Regions from separate parts of the Zea mays genome. Here regions 2 and 3 are each linked to region 1. A link is a contact called in public Hi-C data. All regions are on one chromosome and are shown on one strand. The core of a region is the stretch at or near the end of the contact, and the rest is flanking DNA. Distances in the headings are between cores, read along the strand shown.

The links. A called contact is a pair of places that touch in the nucleus more often than the background predicts.
Region 2: a Hi-C map of ear shows a contact between it and region 1, with 2.3 times the contacts expected there. The contact joins the promoter of LOC100273767 here to the promoter of LOC100284560 in region 1. A contact is called at or near these places in 4 of 25 Hi-C or Micro-C datasets (ear, leaf, root tip and 1 more).
Region 3: a contact with region 1 is called in a Hi-C map of tassel, with 5 times the contacts expected there. The contact joins the promoter of LOC100127515 here to the promoter of LOC100284560 in region 1. A contact is called at or near these places in 2 of 25 Hi-C or Micro-C datasets (ear and tassel).

What each region holds. Positions count from the first base shown.
Region 1 is chr2:59,949,388-59,952,871 of Zm-B73-REFERENCE-NAM-5.0, reverse strand. LOC100284560 reads left to right here and starts at 1,957. Exons shown (of 2, transcript NM_001157455.2): 1 at 1,957-2,297; 2 at 2,380-3,390. The coding sequence starts at 2,015. The coding sequence ends at 3,182. It overlaps LOC100191324, which reads left to right. Exons shown (of 8, transcript NM_001136758.1): 7 at 231-336; 8 at 718-1,258. The coding sequence ends at 336.
Region 2 is chr2:59,694,748-59,698,231 of Zm-B73-REFERENCE-NAM-5.0, reverse strand. It overlaps LOC100273767, which reads left to right and starts at 1,833. Exons shown (of 4, transcript NM_001148171.1): 1 at 1,833-2,200; 2 at 2,329-2,582; 3 at 2,680-2,891; 4 at 2,991-3,484. The coding sequence starts at 2,113. The coding sequence ends at 3,291.
Region 3 is chr2:59,776,413-59,779,896 of Zm-B73-REFERENCE-NAM-5.0, reverse strand. LOC100127515 (ZCN4 protein) reads right to left here and starts at 1,896. Exons shown (of 4, transcript NM_001112772.1): 1 at 1,566-1,896; 2 at 1,112-1,173; 3 at 807-847; 4 at 222-697. The coding sequence starts at 1,766. The coding sequence ends at 471.

The DNA.
Region 1 (3,484 bases), core at 708-3,207:
CATCTAAATTGTTGTTTTATCTTCTTAATTAATGAATATTTCTTATTCAATTTCTGTTGTGGTTTTGCCAACATATTACCGTGTGGCATTTGCTGGAATAGTATACTAAAGAGTGTAGAACTACTGTAGATATTGTCACTGAAGTGCTTCAATGCTTTCTTCAAATGAAAGCATCCATTGTCTGTACAGTCCGTACTTATATACTTCCAAATCTCTTTTTTTTTTTGCAGGAAAAGGCTAGAAGCACTGAACCATGGCATGGAAAAACGAGAGAACCAAAGTTCTACGGCGGAGAGGACAAAATCTCCAGCTGGGAAGAAGTGGTTCTTTTGGTAGGTTAGTATCATTGTTTCAGACTTGAGAAATATTGTAGCCTGAGTTGTATTAGCGGCAATGCTACACACCTTTTAACTTCCACAGTACTCTGCCTCCAACTAGCCACTTAATTTGCTAACAAGTAACAAGCGATTTGCTTATATATAGCTGCAATTTAAAATGTTTAAATCATGTATTAAACCTTGTAACTGCAGGTGATGGTACGGTTGCATTCCATTTTGTGATTTATGACAGCCACTTGCCCTCCCCATTGTTCGAGTGCCTATTTAGATTTTGGCTATTTCATAGGCTCCCTTCAGGAATTAACGACAGTTTGTGTTTTCTATATTCGTGGAGTAAGTTGGCTAACACACTCTACCTATGCACATTGTGGATTTACAGTACGTGTTGTGTGCAATATGCAAACTCCAACGATGGTCCAGCTGTGTGGTCCAAATGGGATGACTTGTTAGGCAAGTTGCATTCTAAGCGGCTAAGCCTGAAGCAATGTGATAGCAGCTAACAAAGCTACAATTTGTTTGCAACATGTACCTCTAGGGTCTACTCCCCCTAAAGTTTGTGCCATACTCATGTGTTTCCATTTGCATCTGGTCCTCTTTGGATGCAAAGTAGCATTGGATAAAGCTAGGGTTTTGTAAAATATGTTGTTTTTTAAAAGCGACGAACTCTGTTTGGATATGACAAATCTTGGTAGTTTATAAAAGCCATGGTTTTATTAAAACTGTGCAGTCATTTGGAGTTCTTAGTAACTCACAAGTTGTGGCCTCTTTTTTGGCTTATAGAACCACACTTTTTCGAGAAGTACATCCAAACAAGAGGCTGTATTGGATGTTTGTGGTTTGAGAAACTGTAGTGTCAGTAAACTTTGATTTTAGAACAAGATGTGTGCCAGACTTTGGTATAAAGAGGTGTGGTATTTCTCAAGCTTTTATATGTCCATGGTTTTTTTAGAACTACAAAGGTAATTACATCCAGACACCTGGTTTTTGTTGACAACAAAAATGTACCGTGGTATATCTATTTGGATTGGGTGGCTTCTACCCTTGTGCTGTTCGTTCATCGCCCGTTTCCTTCTTTTGAAATGGTTCATCATTTCCATGTTGTTGAATGAGAACTCGCATGACATGACCAGAGCTAGCAAACTCAAAAGGCTGAACCGGTGCCGCGCTGCGTGTTCCTTTGCCTTATGAGCTGGACAGCTAAATTTTCTCTTTGCAGATGATGCTAACCATGTATGTTCTGTTTGCGGTAACGTGGCAGTTAAATTCTCTTTTGCAGATGATGCTGACCATGTATATTCTGTTTGTGGTAACGTGGAGAGGATCTTACTCCACACTAGTATCAAGATCGAAACAAACAGCTAGATTTCATCAACTTGTTCCGTCTTCTGACTACGTACGTACTCTCGCCCTGCGTTCTTCCCCGGCATGACAAGCATGGAATCGTTTCATGTGATCCAGGTGAACAGTTGACTTGCCGAGACTTGATCCATGAAAAAGCCATGCTTGGTTCCAACGACACTGTCGTTAGTCAGAGACGATGTTCGCATAGCACACCCCCTCACCGCCGACTATTTAAAGGAGGCCTACTACACACAGTGCCAGCCAGTCACATCAGCGCGTCCGCCTTCACCTACTATCATCATCGTCTCCATCTCCGGCCGGGCACCCAAACTGAGATGGCGTCCGTCCGGCGGTCCGCCGTGGCCCTGATCGCCTCCTTTCTCGTCGTCGCGGCAGTGGGAGCCCAGCCGATGGACCCGAAGAACCCCATCTCGTCAGACCCCAATGTGATCCCCGTATACATGAGCCCCGGCTCGCCCCCCACCTACGTGAGCTGTTACAACAGCACCCATGGGCAGCAAGGGTCGGAACCCACGTGCTCCATCCTCGCGCGCCAGTGTCCCCGCGGTTGCCGGGACACCTGCTACGTCCACTGCCCGTCCTGCAAGCTCGTCTGCCGTAAGCAATTGCCGACGCACACTCTACAATCTACATAACCCAAGTATATATATAATCCTGCTCAAAGATTTTGATCGAGCAGTGTGCGAGCTGACCGGCTCGGAGTGCTACGACCCGCGCTTCGTGGGAGGCGACGGCAACAAGTTCCTGTTCCACGGCCGGCGCGACGCCGACTTCTGCCTGGTGTCGGACGCCAACCTGCACATCAACGCGCACTTCATCGGCAAGCGCAACGACGCGCGCGCCGCCGCGCCGGCGCGGGACTTCACGTGGGTGCAGGCGCTGGGCATCCGGTTCGGCGGGCACCGGCTGTACCTGGGCGTCCGGAGGACGGCCGTCTGGGACGACGCCGAGGACCGGCTGGCCATCACCTTCGACGGGGTGCCCGTGGCGCTGGACGCCGTGGCCGGCGCCAGCTGGAGCCCCGCGGCGGCGCCCGCGCTGTCCGTGTTCCGCACGGGCCCCGCCAACGGCGTGGTGGTGCGCCTGGACGGGCGGTTCCGGGCCGTGGCCAACGCCGTGCCGGTGACCGCCGAGGACTCGAGGGTCCACGGCTACGGCCTGCGCCCCGGGGACGGCAGCCTCGCGCACCTCAACGTGGCGTTCAAGTTCTACGCCCTCAGCGCCGACGTGCACGGCGTGCTGGGCCAGACCTACCGCCCGGGCTACGTCAGCGCCGCCGGGGTGGACGCGGGCGCCAGGGTCCCCGTCATGGGCGGCGCCGGAAGGTTCCAGGTGTACGGCGGCATCTTCGACACCAGCTGCGAGGTCGGGCGGTTCGCTGGCGAGGACCACGGGCCCGTGGGCGGCGTCACCGTGGAGGAGCCGACCGACGCGCTCTGCGGCAGCGGCAAGGCCAGCACTGGCCTGGTCTGCAAGAAGTGACGACTGACGAGGCCGGCGGTGTAGTGTTTTTGCTTGTGTGTACGTGCGTGCTGACATATATATAGCTGCTGCTGCGAAGTAAAGTAGTAGTGGTTCTATGTATGGCAGGGGGACCTAATAAGACTGTGACGTCTCTTGTGCTGTAGTCGTGTGGACAACACTGGAAAAAATGCCGTGTTGCTCTGGTGTTCTCGTGTTTCATCACTCCAACAACTTTTACGTTCAAGGGAGAAAAAGGTGATTCGTGTCTCTACGCTCATGGGCCGGATCGGAGGCCCGGACTCCCGGCCTGAAGAACCGCG
Region 2 (3,484 bases), core at 584-3,083, 250 kb after region 1:
TGGTCCATGGATGACCAGAGATACCAGCAACCTCGGGCCTTCAAACAGTGATGTCCAGAGATAGATACGTGAAAGCAAAATACATCCAAGACATCTGACCGACTCGTTAGTGCCATCTCTATTTTTTATCAGGTCCTCTTTAAGTATATCAATAAGAAGGCCGCTCCACACGGTCGACCAATAAAACGACCTCATTCTCCAACCATAGAGAGGCATGCAAAAGTGGGTGGCCCGACACATGGGGTAAGGTCGAGTAAATTGTCCCAAGAGGTGGTTTAGTTGGTTCCATTAGTGCAACCAGCGTCAGCCTACCCATCCCTAGATCGCTCTCCTTCTCATGCTCGACTCTTGTGTGCTTCGCAACTGCCATGATGTTACTTTGAAAATCTAGTTTGTCGTCTTCTTGTACAACCACGGCGTAGAGGCGTACATCCGCTCTAGCTCTAGTAAATCCATGGAAATCGTGTGTTGTGGAGAGGAGAGGATGACACAAGTTATTTGTCTCGGGCACGGTGAGGGAAGTTCATGTGTTTTGGCTGGAGGCCAGGATTTATAGCGTGTTATTTGCCTTGGACGAGATAAGTCTTATCGAGAAGCATTGTTACCAGAGAGTTATCAAATACAAGTTGTTTTCTATATCTTTTCTTTTCTATATTTTATCTGTGTTTTGTTTTTCATTTTTGGCTAGTGAGACGATATTCAAAGTATAATTTGACTATATTTAAATAACCAATTAAAGAAGACACAAGATTGTATTTTACTATTTTCTACTAAATTTTTATTCATATCAATAAAAAAGGATAGCAATTAAGGAGTACTGGGTATGTGTCTGTGTGTTGCCATATGAGTTAAAAACAGTATAAAACATAGATACAAAATGATAAACATCATATAATATGCAAAAATCCGTGTGAAAAATATCACCGTAACACTAATATTATATTAACGATATAAATGTGTAATATTATTATAAATATACGGACTCCAATAGAATGAACTGATGTCGAACAAATATTATAATATCTTATAAATTATTTCTAAAGTATCAATATTGATTATTAAATAAAATATTAGTGTATAACAATTACCACACCGACATAAATTATTACTGGCCATCGAATAATTTAAACCAATCCTGAGTAAAATATTAGTACATAACACTGACATATACTAATATATAACCACAACCAATCCTTATTCATTGTAGATCCTAATCATTGTAGACGCAATCCTAATAGAATCGGATTATACTAATCACGAGCTCTCTAAAATTAAGTATACTCTATCTTGGGAGAGCCATTGATAGCAATGTGACTTCAGCCCCAATGCTGCGCTTATCTTTGATGGTGATAGATTGTGACTTCGGTCTCAATGCAGCACTTGACTTTGATAAGGTAAACCTTTGAACTTTGATACGTACTTAAAATCCTTCAGTGAGATAAACTCATTCAATCGCCAGCTAGGTTGTTTCTTTGAGAAATCGCACTTACTTGTATGTTGCAACAAAATTAAGTTAAAGAATATGTGACCAAAATTTAGCATCCACAGCCCTTCAAGCAAATTTCTGCTAAAAATGATAGCAGGGGAATTTCATGATTGAAATTGCATTTTGCTGAAACTATTCATGTCGACATGGAGTGGTAGCAAAGGATGGCAATTAAGGAGGATATGACTGTGACAGCGCTAGGGATTGCTGACTCTTGCAGTACCCATGTCATTTCCCATGTGCTGTGTGCCGCCTTTGGATGGGATGGGAGCATGGGACGCTCGTGCGGTCGCGGGCTGGCGGCATCGTGGCCTCATCTCGCGCTCAAGCTGCTCCCCGTAGTCCCATTGAGACCAACGGCAGCGCTCGCGTTCGTGTACGTTTATATTATTTTTTTATAAGGGAGCAAGAGGGCTCGGCGGCAGCGGCAGCGGCGACGGCGACCGCGACGGCAGTGGCAGTGGCAGTGGCAGGCTGTCAGCCGTCCCTATCTTGTGTGTCAAGCGCGAACTCCCTATCTCGTGTGTCAAGCGCGTTCGCGTGCGTTCTAGGCACAGGCAGCCGAGGCGAGCCCCTTCCGCTCAGTGGCCGCCGCCGGACCGTGGACGCAGCTAGCCCATCAGCCCATGGCAGGGACGGACGTCGCAGGCTCCGCACGCGGCTCCGATGCCGCGCTCGGCAAGACGGGCGAACCACCCGCCGCGGCGCGCTCTGGTACTCCACCTCTCCTACTGTGTTTTTGCCCTCTCTATCGTATCGGTCAACACTCATGTGTATTCGCTTGCCCGGCCGGCGTTCCACTGACATGATTTCAATCCGTGGCCTGTTTTCTCGTTCCTCAGGCGCAGCCAAGAAGGTGACTCTCGCTCTGCTAGCCTCCTTCTCGGCGCTGCTGTACAGCCAGATTCAGCCGCCGCCGTCTAAGATCCCCGGCACGCCGGGCGGGCCTCCGGTCACGGCGCCCAGAACAAGGCTCAAGGACGGCCGGCACTTGGCGTACCTGGAATCCGGCGTCCCAAAGGAGAAGGCCAAGTACAAGATCATATTCGTTCACGGCTTCGACTGCTGTAGATACGACGTGCTGAATGTCTCCCAGGTGACTACTATGAGTTTCTTCGACACAGTAACCGCAGTCACTCTTCTTTTCACTTTCAGAAGATTCAAGTGTTTGGCTTTGTGATGAACTCATGCAGGGGCTGTTGGAAGAGCTGGGAATTTACCTGCTGTCCTTTGACCGGCCCGGGTACGCCGAGAGCGACGCCCACCCGGCCCGGACAGAGAAGAGCGTCGCCCTTGACATCGCGGAGCTGGCGGACAATCTCCAGCTCGGCCCCAAGTTCCATCTCATCGGCTTCTCCATGGGCGGCGAGATCATGTGGAGCTGCCTCAAGTACATCCCGCACAGGTGGGTGCTACTATAGCTAGCCTAGTAGGCCAACTGAATGTCAGTACAGAGTACTTGAGCTTTTCCCTGTCATGTGTTTTCGTCTTGGAATCGGTCCAGGCTCGCCGGCGTGGCGATTCTTGCCCCGGTGGGCAACTACTGGTGGTCCGGCTTCCCGCCGGACGTGTTCAAGGAGGCGTGGCGCGTGCAGTTTCCGCAAGACCAGCGCGCGGTCTGGGTCGCTCACCACCTGCCGTGGCTGACGCACTGGTGGAACACCCAGAAGCTGTTCCGCGGATCCAGCGTCAAGGACGGCGACCCTGCCATGCTATCCAAGGAGGACAGGCTTGTAGCTGACAAGTTCGAGAAGCGAACCTATGAGGCAAGCGGCCATTGGCGTCGTAGGCTATTGAAATCATGATCTCTGAATCCAACTCTGCTCTATTTTTCTTCCCCTTCAGAAGCAGGTCAGACAGCAGGGAGAGCACGACTCGCTCCACCGCGACATGATGGTCGGTTTCGGGAAGTGGGACTGGAGCCCGCTGGAGATGGAGAACCCGTTCGCCGGCGGCCAAGACGAGGTGAAGGTGTACCTGTGGCACGGCGTCGAGGAC
Region 3 (3,484 bases), core at 647-3,146, 170 kb after region 1:
CCGTCACCGCCACTGGACACGTCGTGGATCTCACAAGCACCGTACCGCTGACAGCTAGCTCCCAGTCAAGCACGCGTGTTCCGAGCAGGATTCACGCATCTTTCACCTCACCTCCGTGTGAAGGAGCTGATGGAGTTGAGGTGGTCACACACACACACAGTGCCACACGAGTTGCATCTTTACATATACATGAGTGCTCATTCATGCACAGCTAGAGAGGCTAGCTTCTAATTGATTATTGACCGAAAAAACGAAGAACAGAGAGACTGCTAGCAGATCGATCGAGACAGGTCAGCTAGCTAGCTCTCGCTGAAAGGTGTCATAAGCTCTTATTTGACGACGATAGCCACATACTGTAGGAAATAGTAATAAAGGCCACATATATAGTAGCTATAGATCGATAAATTTTGCATGCGCCATGCACGCGATGAGAAAGGAGATGCATGGGAAGAGGTAGCGGTGATGATCGATCAGCGGCGGCGCGCGGCAGTCTCCCGCTGCGCGTTGAAGTAGACCGCGGCAACTGGGAGGCCAAGATTGTTGTCGGCGGCAAAGCGGCGGGTGTTGAAGTAGTCCCTGCCGCCGCCGGACGAGGGCGGGCGCGCCGACTGCCGGCTGCTCTGCTTGAACAGCACGAAGACGAACCTGTGGATGCCGATGTACGGCTTCGGGCTCTCGTACATCACCAACTCCCTTCCTGCATCCATGTGTAATTGCGTACGGACTCGATTTTTAATTAGCTCCTGTCTAGCTAGAATTAGTTCGTTAACATTAAATCGATGATGAACTGAAGAAGGGGCGCTTACCGAAAGAAGCATCAGTTGTTCCAGGAATGTCGGTGACGATCCTGTAAAGAGGTGTCGACCAAAGTTTACTCTCTTGTCAGCTATATTTCATGCGTAACCGTATTATATATACGTGTGTGTGGCTGTGTGCACCTGGCTGCTTCAGTCATTTTTTAGAATGATTTGTGCAGCAGCTAGCGCGGAGCACTTCTAGTAATCCTTATAGTCAACTAGCTAGTCATATATGCGCTTGAACCTTTATGTACAATTGGTTCTTTCTTACTACTCTTAATTAATGAAAAAAACAGGCCGGTGTTTACGCTCACCAATGGATGTGCTCTCTCAGGTATGGATCACTAGGCCCTGGCACATCTGGGTCAGTCATGACCTGAAGAACACAACAACAATAATATATATATAATAACAAACGGCATCATCAGCTTGCAAAAGCTGAAATTTGTTACAGTACTACGGGCCTAATTAAGGCCCCGTTTCAATCTCACGGGATAAACTTTAGCTTCCTGCTAAACTTTAGCTATATGAATTGAAGTGCTAAAGTTTAGTTTCAATTACCACCATTAGCTCTCTTGTTTAGATTACAAATGGCTAAAAGTAGCTAAAAAAAAGCTGCTAAAGTTTATCTCGCGATATTGGAACAGGGCCTAAGCTGACGACGATGCATGCACTCACCTGTCGTCGTAAGCTAAGAGAGATTAACTGATCAATCGCATCTCAGTTTTGTGCGAGAGAAATTGAGGAGATATCAACAAGGGAACCAACCAGCGTGAAGAAGGACCTCATGTCGTCGCCCTGAACCTCCACGCGCGGCTTGGACAGAACCGCAGACGGAAAGAACTCATGGCCGTTGAACACCTGCTTGTTGGATCCGTAGGTAACCGTCATCTTCACCGTGGGGTTGAAGTTGTCGATGACCTCCCCGATCACCTTGCCGACGACCAGAGGTTCCAACGCTCTAGACATGGCTAAGCTCTGATAATATATATGAGAGGTCGTAGCAGTCTTGGTTTGCGGCTCAGTGGCCGACGCATTCCTCTATTTATAGCCAGCCGCGGGCTGGGAGAAATGGAGCGTGAATAATTAACAACAGCATTCTTGACCCGTCGTTTTCGCCTGAATCATTGGCTCATTGTCGTAAAACACAGGCACAATACAAAAAGGTCTTGGGATCCGATTATTCCCGAAAGGTTCGACAAGGACATGCATGACGACCATTGGTTCCCTTCTTCTCTTTATAAGAAGGCGGTGGCTAAAGTAATGCGTTGCCGGCTCATATGCACAAACCGCTTTGGTCAAACATGTTTTGTTCTCAGAGAGTTACAAGAGTGATTTGCAATTGCAAGGGAGCACAACATAGAACTACAGCAAATCCGACGACCACAATTATTTCGAGCGGCTGTCCTTGAGACCGTCAAAAGTAATGTAATTTTTGACGGACTATAGTGGCTGTCAAAAATAATATAATTTCCAATGACTGTCAGACAAAGCCCTCAGAAATTATATTATGTCCGATGGTTTAGTCTGATAACCATCGGATAATTTCTGACGGTCTTTGTTTAAGCCTTCAGAAATAGGATAAGTTAGGAAATGGACGAGCCAACACCATTCGCATTCCTCCCGGCCTCACGCGCGTTTTCTTCAACTCGCTTTCTCTGTTGACGACTGACGCCGGCCTATATCGAGCCACTCAACAAGCCGTCGCGTCGTTTCACCATGCGCACCCGTCGCCCGCCCGCGCCCCCTCTATTGCGCCAGCGCCCATGCCCGCCACCGAGCGCCCGCATCGTCCATGCGCCCGCATCGTCCACCAATATGATTTAGGAGCTGTTTGGTTCAGCCATTTTAGACCCGTAACCATTCCCTGGGATAGCTGATACCGTTCCTTAGAGTTTGGTTAGTGTACTCCGTAATTGATAACAGCGTTATCAGATATAAGCCTGTAGAATCTCATTCCCACTCCCCACCTATCGTCATCCAATACCATAAAAACAGAAAACGCTGCCCACAATAACCAAACAAAGGGCAGTAATCATTACTCTGCACCGGATAACACCGGCTGCTGATTCCATTGTCGTTACCACTCCTTACACCCAACCAAACAGCACCTTAGTGTTAGTTATTTCCGACGGACAAAGTGTGATTATAGAATTTAATTAGATTGTTTTAGTCCACCAATGGGTGTTTTATATATTTAAAGTTTTAATTTTTTAGAGTAATTATTAAACCGTTGAAAATTACTAACACTAAACAATGAGCAGTTCATATTTTAAAGTTCAATTATTTAGAACTACCACATATCAAAGTTTCATTTCCTCGTCCAACAACGATTTAGAAGCTCATAATAAAAGAAAGAGATGTGAGGTGCATATATATGGTAGTTCTACATTGATAGCACTGTCATTCTCGACGAGGGTATTGACAATCTTCCAAATTTCTATGGTCAAAGAAGAAGAATGATTTATTATCTGCTGAGTTGTCTTCATGTCATTCTTCCATTTCTTTAAAATGCTAATGATGATCTGAGTAATAAATTGGATGAATGTCATGTGTCTAGTTCTTCTCTTTCGCATGTATCAATTTGTAATAGATGTAAGGATTTTGATATTGATGCTTGCGTTAATCATGCCTCTACCATTATTAAGTTGAATGATGAAATTGCTAGATTAAATGTTGAACTTAAA